Linked DNA regions of Rattus norvegicus: region 2 is linked to region 1. Evidence: chromatin contacts called from public Hi-C data. All regions are on one chromosome and are shown on one strand. Each heading gives the region's core, a stretch centred on a gene start, on an enhancer-like site or on the middle of the called end of the contact. The rest is flanking DNA. Distances are from core to core; before and after follow the strand shown.

Region 1 (4,564 bases), core at 497-2,996:
TCGCTGGAAAACAGTCAGGTGAGACAATGATTGACTATCTGATTTTCTGTGAATAAGATTTCTTTATTCTTTATAGTCTTTATAGTGTTCTAAACTTCTCTGGGACTTCCTCAAAGAACCTAACACAAGGCTAATGTATTTGATTCTCCTGGAAGGCCCCAAGTACAGTGATTTGTCTCACCTCATTAAGAGACAAAGGGAATTCAAGCATTACAAATCACAAACAAATGGGAGACAGTGGAGGTCACGCTGCGCACATAACCACAGTTTCTTGACAATTGCCAAAGCTTTATTCAAACAACCATTGGCAAATCTCACTCAGTGGGACCTGGCCCACTCACAGAAGTCTCTGCTGAAGTCAGCTTAGGGATGCAGGTGTGTGTGTGTGTGTGTGTGTGTGTGTGTGTGTGGTGTTAGCCAAAGGACAGTGGGAGGGGAAAGCACCTAAAGGTGACCTCAACTGCAAACAAACTTCTACCAGTTCCTCAGGTGTCTCAGGGAGTCAGCTGTTCAGGTTGGGAATTGATTCTCGACCTCATAATTTATGAGTGGGCACTTGTGACCTCAGATTTTCCACTAGATGACAGAGCTCAGGTGAGACTTCAAGTCTGGGTGGTCTTTCTGCGGCTGGCAAGCACCACTAAGGAGGGGAGTGTGCTCACCGTATAAAGACTGACTGGAAAGGGCTAAGGAGGAAACAGGTGCAAGTGTCTGGGCCTTCCTGAAGCAGAGCATTGTTCTCGCATTTCTTTCCTGCCTCCCTCAGTAGCCCCTAAGCTTTACCCCAAAGACCCATTCCACAAGTCTGCCCAGGAGGGCTGTTGTCCCAGGGTTCATCCTCTGCCCCTCCCAGTTACTCTTTTTTTTCTCGGCCCACTCAGCCGTCGCCTGTGCGTGGGAAGAGACTTCATGCACTCAGGGTAGGGCTCAAGACCAATCCCATCATCCGGCTGGTGACTACTACGGTTCTTGTACTCTTTGGGTCCTGTCACAGGACAGTGAAAGGCAAACAGTCAAGTCGCTAGCAACCGCTTAAAGCAGTAACTGTGCGATTCTGGGATCTAAAGGAAGAGTCTGTGAGTTGTGCGCCTGTGTTCAAGTGTTTAGGAACATAATCCCCGATTGCCAGATTGAGGGGTACCAGGTTCTGTATGGAATCTTTTCTTCTGGGTGACACTGATCTTGATCAGTAGGAGACACTAAATTACTCATCTCTCACATTCTGGTGACCTTTGCAGAAATCCCGGCCCCTCACTCCTATCCCTTCAGCCGGAAGCCCCTACTTTATTCTGGCCCAGAGCTGCTTGCCCTTCTTCACCTGCCCCTGAGGTGCGCACCTCCCCCTTGCCCCCCCCCCCCCCCAACAGCTAAGATCGGTTTTGTGGAAGTCCTCACCTGCTGAGGTCGCTCACGAAGGTGCCGCTTTTCTCATCCAAGAAGCGCTTCCAGCCGTCCGCCGTCTTCACCCAGCTCTGGCCCGGGGACCGCCAGTCCTGACCAAGGAACGGCATGGTACCGAGAGCGGACGCGACCGACGGATAGGACGGATCGACAGCCAGGAACCGGCCTGGCTTGCCCAGGGGATGCGCCGCTCTGGGAAGACGCTAGGGAACGCAGGCGGCAACTGGAACAAGAGTCGGGGAACTGATGTGGAGGGTTGCGGGTCCTGGGTGGGCGCGAGGGTCCTTGCACTGGCAGGGGATCAGGCGCTGAGGAGGGTCGCGTGTCGCGTCCTGACTTCGGGAATGCTGCGCGGCTGCCGGAGCGCAGTATTTATCCCGGGCCGCTGCCCCGTCTCTTTGTTGCCGGAAGAGCCTCCTGCTCTTAGCCCGGCCCCCCCTGCGCCCCGAGGCCACGTGGCTTTGTTTATGGGCTCGCCTTGTTTTCCGAGGCGCCCGCGGCTCTCGCTCTGCTCGCAGTTGCACAACCTTGCGCCCGTGGAAACTTGAAGCTGCCTGGCTAGGCCAGATGTCCCGCTGACCCTCGGTGCCCTGGCACCTCTTGCACCTCCCCTACTCCCCTGTCGGGCGTAGCTGCCTTCACTAAGATCCTGGCTTTGCACTCAGCACTACGTCCCCCCCTACGGGTCCCGGACAAACTAGGTGCAACCAGGAAACAGACATAGAAAGTTCGGAACTGTCAGTCCCAGGGGGTCTGGAAACGGCGGGACCGATCTTTGCTGGCAGATCAGCCTTGGGGGAGGTCAGAGCGTCTGGGGCTGGTTAGGGGCGCAGTCTGTGAACCTCTTTCACTGCCAGTACCAACTCCAGGCGCCAGGGTGTGCTAAGTGAAAGAGGGGATCCAGTACGGCAGGAGTGGGGAGGGACTGCCCCCACCCCTTCCGCCTTAAAGCTGACATTTGATGCGCTTGCTGTCAAACTCGACTCCCCCAGTGGCAAAGGAGGGGGAAAAAGAGGCCCCGAGGAGTCTAGACCCCATGTTGTGGAAGTGAAGAACTGAGATAGTCTTAGGTCCCACTCTGAGGGACCCTGAGGAGGCAGCGCTGGCGTCAAGGCGCCGGGCCCAGAACTAACCCTCCAGGGCCGGAGTCCGGAGTCCGGAAGGAGTCTCTGGCTATGCTCACTGTGCTTGCTCTCATGCCCCAGGGGCTCTCATGCCCCAGGGCTGGGCTTTTATCCTGTGGAACTACAGGAACCCTCCTCTCTTTTCCTTTACCCAGTTCAATTCCTGGTGTCCTCTGGCTTCTAGCTATAAAATCCTCCTGGGTTTCATGTCCACTTCAGACAGGGAAGAGAGCCTGTTATGTACTTAACTCTCCTAGCACGAGGGGGTTGCCTGTCTGGCTGATACTCTGGTTTTCAGGTGAAAGGCTGTCGGGTCCTCAGAGGGGGTTAAGTCTATGATTACCTAGGGACTTATGACGGCTTCTCAACTCAGAGCGATCCTCTCTGGCATGCAGAACATAGCCCCCCCTCCTTTATTCTAGAGACATCTCAGCCTTACCACCAGGGTCAGAATTGGCCGTTCATAACCATCCTGTCTGTCTCCCTCCTCTGAGTGTGTGTGCATTTGGGCGCATGTGGAGACCAGAGGTCAATGTCAGGTGTCTTCCTTGTTCGCTTTTGGCCTTACTCTAATTTATTTTTGAGACAGACTCATTGAACCTAGAGCTAGCTGTTGGCTACACCGGCAGGCTAATGAACCCCTAGATTCTTCGTTTTTTTTTTCTCCCAGCACTAGAATAAAGATATAGGTGCTTTAATGGGTTTGTTTGTTTTTGTTTGTTTACGTGGGTGTTGGGGATCTGAACTCAGGCCCTCATGACTGCTCATCAAGCACTGTGCTCATGGAGACATTGTTAATTCTGTTTTGCACAAAAAGCAAAATCAAAATAACAAACAAACAATTCCACCATGATGAGGCAAATTTGAAGCAAGCTTTAATTAAATACTGACCAGGATGAATTTTGGTCAGGACCTCTCTCCAGAATTCCCAGTTTAGCGGCTCCTAGACGCGTGTTACAGAGGCTTTTAAGGCCATCATATTTTCTCATGTGACTTTTGTTATTTTCCAAGGACTACAACTCCCAGCATTTCAAGAAGTTACCTAGTCCTTGTCTTTGGGCTGGTGGGGCTTGCCGGTTAATTTTTGGGTCTTATGACATCTCCCTACCAAATCAACTCACCAGCCTCTCCATAGCCAATTCTTGTGTGAACTACTGCATTAGGGTAGCTTCTGGCCTCCCACCATCACTAGTCAGACCGGGAAGTCACATTCATTTGGATCTACATGGCACTGGGCAGTAGCAGAGAAACAAAAACTTCATGCTAGAGAAATAGCTTCCAGTTCTTTTCTTCCACACCCCTGCCTCTGGCAGTGTCTCTTCCACTGTGCATTGAGGCTGGGTAGGCAGAGGAACTGAGTGTGTCTTGTGGGCTCTGTGTTGCAAGGGGGAAGGAGATGTTTTTAATAAAGTCTGTCTTCAAGTAGCCAGGATTTTCTGATTTTGGTTTCCCACCATAAATAATTTATTTGTGCAGCAATAATAAAAATGGCTTGTAAAAGCCCTGCAGACGATCCCAAACAAATGTTAAAACACCAAGCAGGCTAAGAGATGAGGCAATGTTGGGTCTGAACTTTGTTGGGGGGAGCTGATATCTGCAAGAGAACACAGTTAAGGGATGCAGTTATTAAAGATGCAGGGGGCTACCTCCAGGAAGAAACCACAGAGGTCCGGAAGGCAGAGGAGTTGAATCTAATTCTGCTAAAGCGGCTTGCACTTCGTTGGATAAACAGCAAGAGGCTCCAGGTACTGAAGACGATGTTGTTGGAGGGCAGAGATGCCTGCCTGCCTTTCAAATTGTTTAGAACCCATAGTAGTTGTGGTTATTAGTGCTGTTTCTTCTCTTCCCCCTTTGCTGTAGGAATATGTATCTACACTTTTGAACTGGCAAATTGCAGAGGAGAGGAGGAAGCCTTGGGTAAATGTGTAAAGAGCAGATGAAATTCTGAGTATACATTTTGGACATGTTTACAGATATGCCATGGACCCAAGTGCATTAAACTCCTGGGAGAGGCACAGCCTTCTCCAAGTTCAGCTCTG
Region 2 (4,679 bases), core at 730-3,229, 67 kb after region 1:
GGTACAGAAACTGAGATTTGAGAGTAAAGGCCTTAAGCTCTAAAAAGGCTTTAAGCAATTAATTTAACGTCTCCAAGCTCATATGAACCAAGCGTGGCGGCCTATAGTCCTAGCACTCGGAAGCTGGAAGCAGGGCGTTCAGGTGTTCAGGGCCAGCTTTGGCTACAGAATGAGCTTCGGGATAGCATGGGCTATATTAGACCTTGTCTCAAAACAAGCAAACGGATTCTAGGTGTGATTCTTAATATCAGGAACTAACCACAAGAGCACACCGAGCCTCGACTCTGCCTTATAGTTTTGACCAAATAAATCAACCAGCATTTTATGCAGCGGTGCTTTTATTGAACTGGACACCGTTGCTGTTTCCGGGACGTCCAGAGGCCTATCTGGTGCGGTTAGGAAAACGGCTTGTGTGTAGGAAACCACAGTGCGTTGACGCGTTTGCTGAGACACCTGCTCTGCTGGCCTGTGTGTTTGTGATCGGATGGGTGTGTGCATATACACGTATGTAGGGAGGATCAGGAGTTAATGGCCAGCTTCACCTGTATAGTGAAAGGAAAAGAAAGAAGATGTAAGAGGTCTGCAGAGCCTGGCTTGGAAGGCTGGAGGCACGGGGACTTAGTGTCCTGCCTGGCTCAGGAGATAAGAGAATGCTCTGTGAGGCCATTCTCAAAGTCAAGCACACAGTGCTTTTGTCTTGGAAGCTTCTAAAAATAAGGCTGAGGCCCTATCTACAGTTACTAATTTTACTGGGCTGGGGGTTGAAGATATAGGAGGAGTGCCTGGAAGCCCCCCTCTGTGATATGTACGAGTATTTGGGCAGAGAGCCATGTAGGCACATGCATGCTTTCCCCATATCTCTGTGCCCCTCCCCGACAGTTCTGAATGTTAGCCACAGCACTTACAACAGACTCCTTGGTGCTGGGTCTCCTTGTTCCCCTGCTGTGTATACAAGAGGCCAGATGACCAAGTCTATGCCTCCTCAGAGGTTGCCACCTGTTGCTGTAAATCGGAGGCGATTTCATCATGTCTTTGCTCCTCGTACTTTCCGTATCTTATAACTACATCTGGATGAACAACCTGTTGTTTTCCGTCTTGTAGCAACTTGCACGGTCACAAGGGACTGGTTCCTGTGCTGGGGGTGTTTGTGAATACGAGCTGGGAGTTTATAGATGGGAAATCACAGTGATAAGCTTTGCCTGTTGTTGGCCTTCTCATCTCTCCTTAATTTGTTGTTGGGAAAGACTTCAAGATAAATTACTGTTGTAAAGGCCAAGCAGATCACCACTCTCTCAGGTCAGGAGCTTCTGTGTGGGGTCTTTTAGTGAGATCAAACTGTATGGACAATCATGTATGTCCCTAAAGTAATGGAGAATCTGGAAGAAAGAGCTTCATGGATACATGATTCACTTCCTCCTTCCCCTCTCTACAGATATAAATATATTTTTCATAACTATTTGAGGGTTAAGGGCAGACACCCCTTTATATAAATATATTTTTCATAACCATTTGAGGGTTGCGGGCAGACACCCCTTTATTCCTAAGCTCTTCAGAATATGTTTCCTGTAAACAATTATGAAGGAAGTAATTCTCCATCTCAGCTGCATACATTTGAGAATACTCCAGGGAGGTGGGGTGGGAATGGGGATGGGGATAGAAAACAAGCATGCAAAACCAAGCAGACGAGAAAGCCCAGGCTCCAGTGGGAACAATGAAGCATCTGGGGTGGGAACAATGAAGCATCTGGGGCACAGGAACAGCATGGTGTTCTTCCAGGCTTCTTTGCTATCTCAATGACTGAGGTACAGAACTGCTGTATTCATGAATAAGAGGGGCTCAGACGTAATAGGACAGCTTACGGCTGCAATGTGGGAGGAAGGGTCTGAAGGCAAGGTTAGGGGATAGATAGGTAACAACCGTGGACGGTAACTGACACTTACACCAGCCACAGTGACTGATACACCAGCCAGTTCCAAGAACAGCTTAACAGTAAGAAGAGAATGGCCAGCCTCCAGATAGCCTCGAAATCCCCAGTCTGTTAGATCATGTATCATAGACTCAAGGGTGAAAAAAAGAGATAGCTTTGAGATTCTTTATGTCAGTGGTTCTCAACTTCCCAAAGCTGCGACCCTTTAATACAGCTCCTCATGTTGGGGTGATTCCCCCAACCATAACATTACTTCGTTGCTACTTCATAACTGTAATCTTGCTACTGTTGTGAATCATATTGTAAGAATCGATACACAAGCCACAGGTTAGTACCCACTGCTCTATGTACTCAACAATATGACCAAATGACCACCAGAGAGATCTAGGCATGGTGTATGTTGGGTGAGACATAGGACTATTTCCTCTGCAACAAGTCGATGGGCCTGATCTTCTTGCATTGTGGTTCTGCAAGGATGAACCACACAGAGGAAGAAACACAGAGCTTCCTTGGTTCATAATCAAGTGGAGACACCTTAAAGCTCTTCTTATTCAGGAATAAGTTCATACTTTGAAAATTAGCCTGGATACACGAGTTGTTAATCCACTGTCCTATTTACTTTATTTCTGTCTGTATAGACGTATGTTCTTTCCTGAATCACTTGAGGATTGAGGGCAGACTCTTTACAAGCAAACACTCTGGCACACCTTCCCAGTAAACCACGGTGTTCTCGAGACACTGACACATTGCTGAGACATAGAAGCAGGGACTGAGCCAATGAGCAAAGCAAGGGCTAATGATCCTTTGGTGAGGAAGTGAAGCTCTGTCTCTTTGGCAGAGACTACATTGGAGTGGACAGGGGAGATGAGGTGGGCCTAGGAGAGCTGCAGGTGGCTCTGTCTGGTTGATCCTAAATGGGATATAGGATTAAATACAAGGAAGCTGTCAGTTACTCATGGAGACCTAGCCATTTGGGATCAGTATAGAAGCTACCTACTGTTTCCTCTCTTGGACTGTCACGAGGAGTGGCTATGTGGCTTCTGACAAGGTCACAGTGAATAATTATATGACTTCCTGGGCTGATTATCAGAGGTGTGAGGTTGCTTTCCTGGGTAGACTGTGGTAGATCGGGGTTAAATTTCTGTCTTTATATATGGTTTAGCCATTGCCATTTTAAAAAGACTTCCAGCACAGTGTTGAAGTTGATGTTAACTTTGGCTCAACATTACTAGCTAATAGTCCATATTCAGTTCTGCAACCACCCCATCATGTCTCTCTTCCTCCTTCCCAGCCCAACTGCAATGAAGACCATCATGCATTGCACACAATGGCCATGTCTTTCATGTCCCTTAGTTTGACCCAGCCCCTCTGGCTTTGTTCAGTTTTTATAACATTAACTCATGTGTAAGTGTTCCTGTGTTTATATTCCAGTGTGCGAATGAGCATTTGTGAGCCTGTATGTGTAAAGTATGTGGTGGCCAGAGGTCTACATCGGGGGTCTCCTTCAATTGCTTTCCATTTGATTGTTTATTTATTTATTTATTTATTTATTTAATTGAATTTAAGCCTTGCTGATTGGTTAGGCTGGCCAGCCTGCAAACTGAGCATAAGCATTAACAGACGATCACTACTGTGCCTGTTTGTTGTGTTTTGTTACTGTTTGTTTTCTTACAAGAGTACTGAAGGTTTGAACTCAGGTCCTCTCTCTTGCACAGCAAGTACTTTACTGACTGGCCCTCTTCCAACCCCCTACATTAGCATTTTGCAGTGCACAGGTCAGTACTTTCTTCTGGGCATACCCTAGTGTGCATGCAATGTACATTTCCCTGGATATAAAAGTACCCATGGTGCTCCTGCAGGCCTCCTTCCTAAAGTCTTGCTTCAGAGACTTGGAATTGTTTGCGTTTCTGCAGCCCAGGTAACAAGATCATGGTGTCTAATCTCGGATACAGAAAGTCACATGAGCATGGAAGGCAGAGGGCAAGTCTGTAAACAGCAAGTGGTACCCACAGCCACACCCTTTAGAGGCCGATCGTCCCAAGGCCAACAGAGCTTCTGAACTATGTTTTGGTTCCAATTTTGGAATTAAGTTCTCTCCTGAGCTTAACATCCCATTGCACTGTCTGTACGTAAACATCTGCACGCTGCTTTCCATCTCTCTGTCCTCTTTTCTTGTCTCTGTGAAGATGCCAAAAACATTTTCCAGGTCCAGACTGAAGAGAGCCAGGGTGTTGCTCCTGCAAGAAATCATCCCGGGACAGCCATAGTCATGGGAGGATGGAAATAGCATTGTGTTCTTTAAAGAACATCAGAGCTGGTTGACCAAATGCAATTTCATGACTACCGATTGCATTTTGGTCCAGGGAAGGAAAGTGTGTGTGTGTGTGTGTGTGTGTTTGTGTGTGTGTGCATGTGTGTATGTGTGTGTTTGTGTGTGTGTATGTTTGTATGCGTGTGTGCGTGTGTGTATGTGTGTGTGCATGTGTGCGTGCGTGTGTGTGTATGTGTGCATGTGTATGTGTGTGTATGTGTGCGTGTGTATGTGTGTGTATGTGTGTGTGTATGTGTGTGTGCATGTATGTGTGTTTGTGTGTGTGTGCATGTGTGCCTGTGTGTATGTGTGTGTGTATGTTTGTGTATGTGCATGTATGTATGTGTGTGTATGTGTGTGTGTGCATGTGTGTGTGTTTGTGTGTGTATGTGTGTGTGTACGTTTGTGTGTGTGCATGTGTGTGTGTTTGTGTGTGTATGT

What was found. Hi-C and Micro-C count contacts between places; a contact is called where the count stands out from the background.
Region 2: a contact with region 1 is called in a Hi-C map of psoas muscle, with 2.3 times the contacts expected there. The contact joins the enhancer-like site here to the promoter of Fbxo32 in region 1. A contact is called at or near these places in 2 of 12 Hi-C or Micro-C datasets (mammary epithelial cells and psoas muscle).

Annotation. Positions count from the first base shown.
Region 1 is chr7:91,652,745-91,657,308 of GRCr8, forward strand. Fbxo32 (F-box protein 32) reads right to left here and starts at 1,747. Exons shown (of 9, transcript NM_133521.2): 1 at 1,396-1,747. The coding sequence starts at 1,511.
Region 2 is chr7:91,719,817-91,724,495 of GRCr8, forward strand. No RefSeq gene overlaps it. Among named protein-coding and RNA genes, the nearest start is that of Klhl38, 32 kb to the right of the region's middle. Within about 2 kb of position 1,980, at least 3 of the 93 cell types and tissues checked have an H3K27ac peak or open chromatin away from gene starts, as enhancers often do.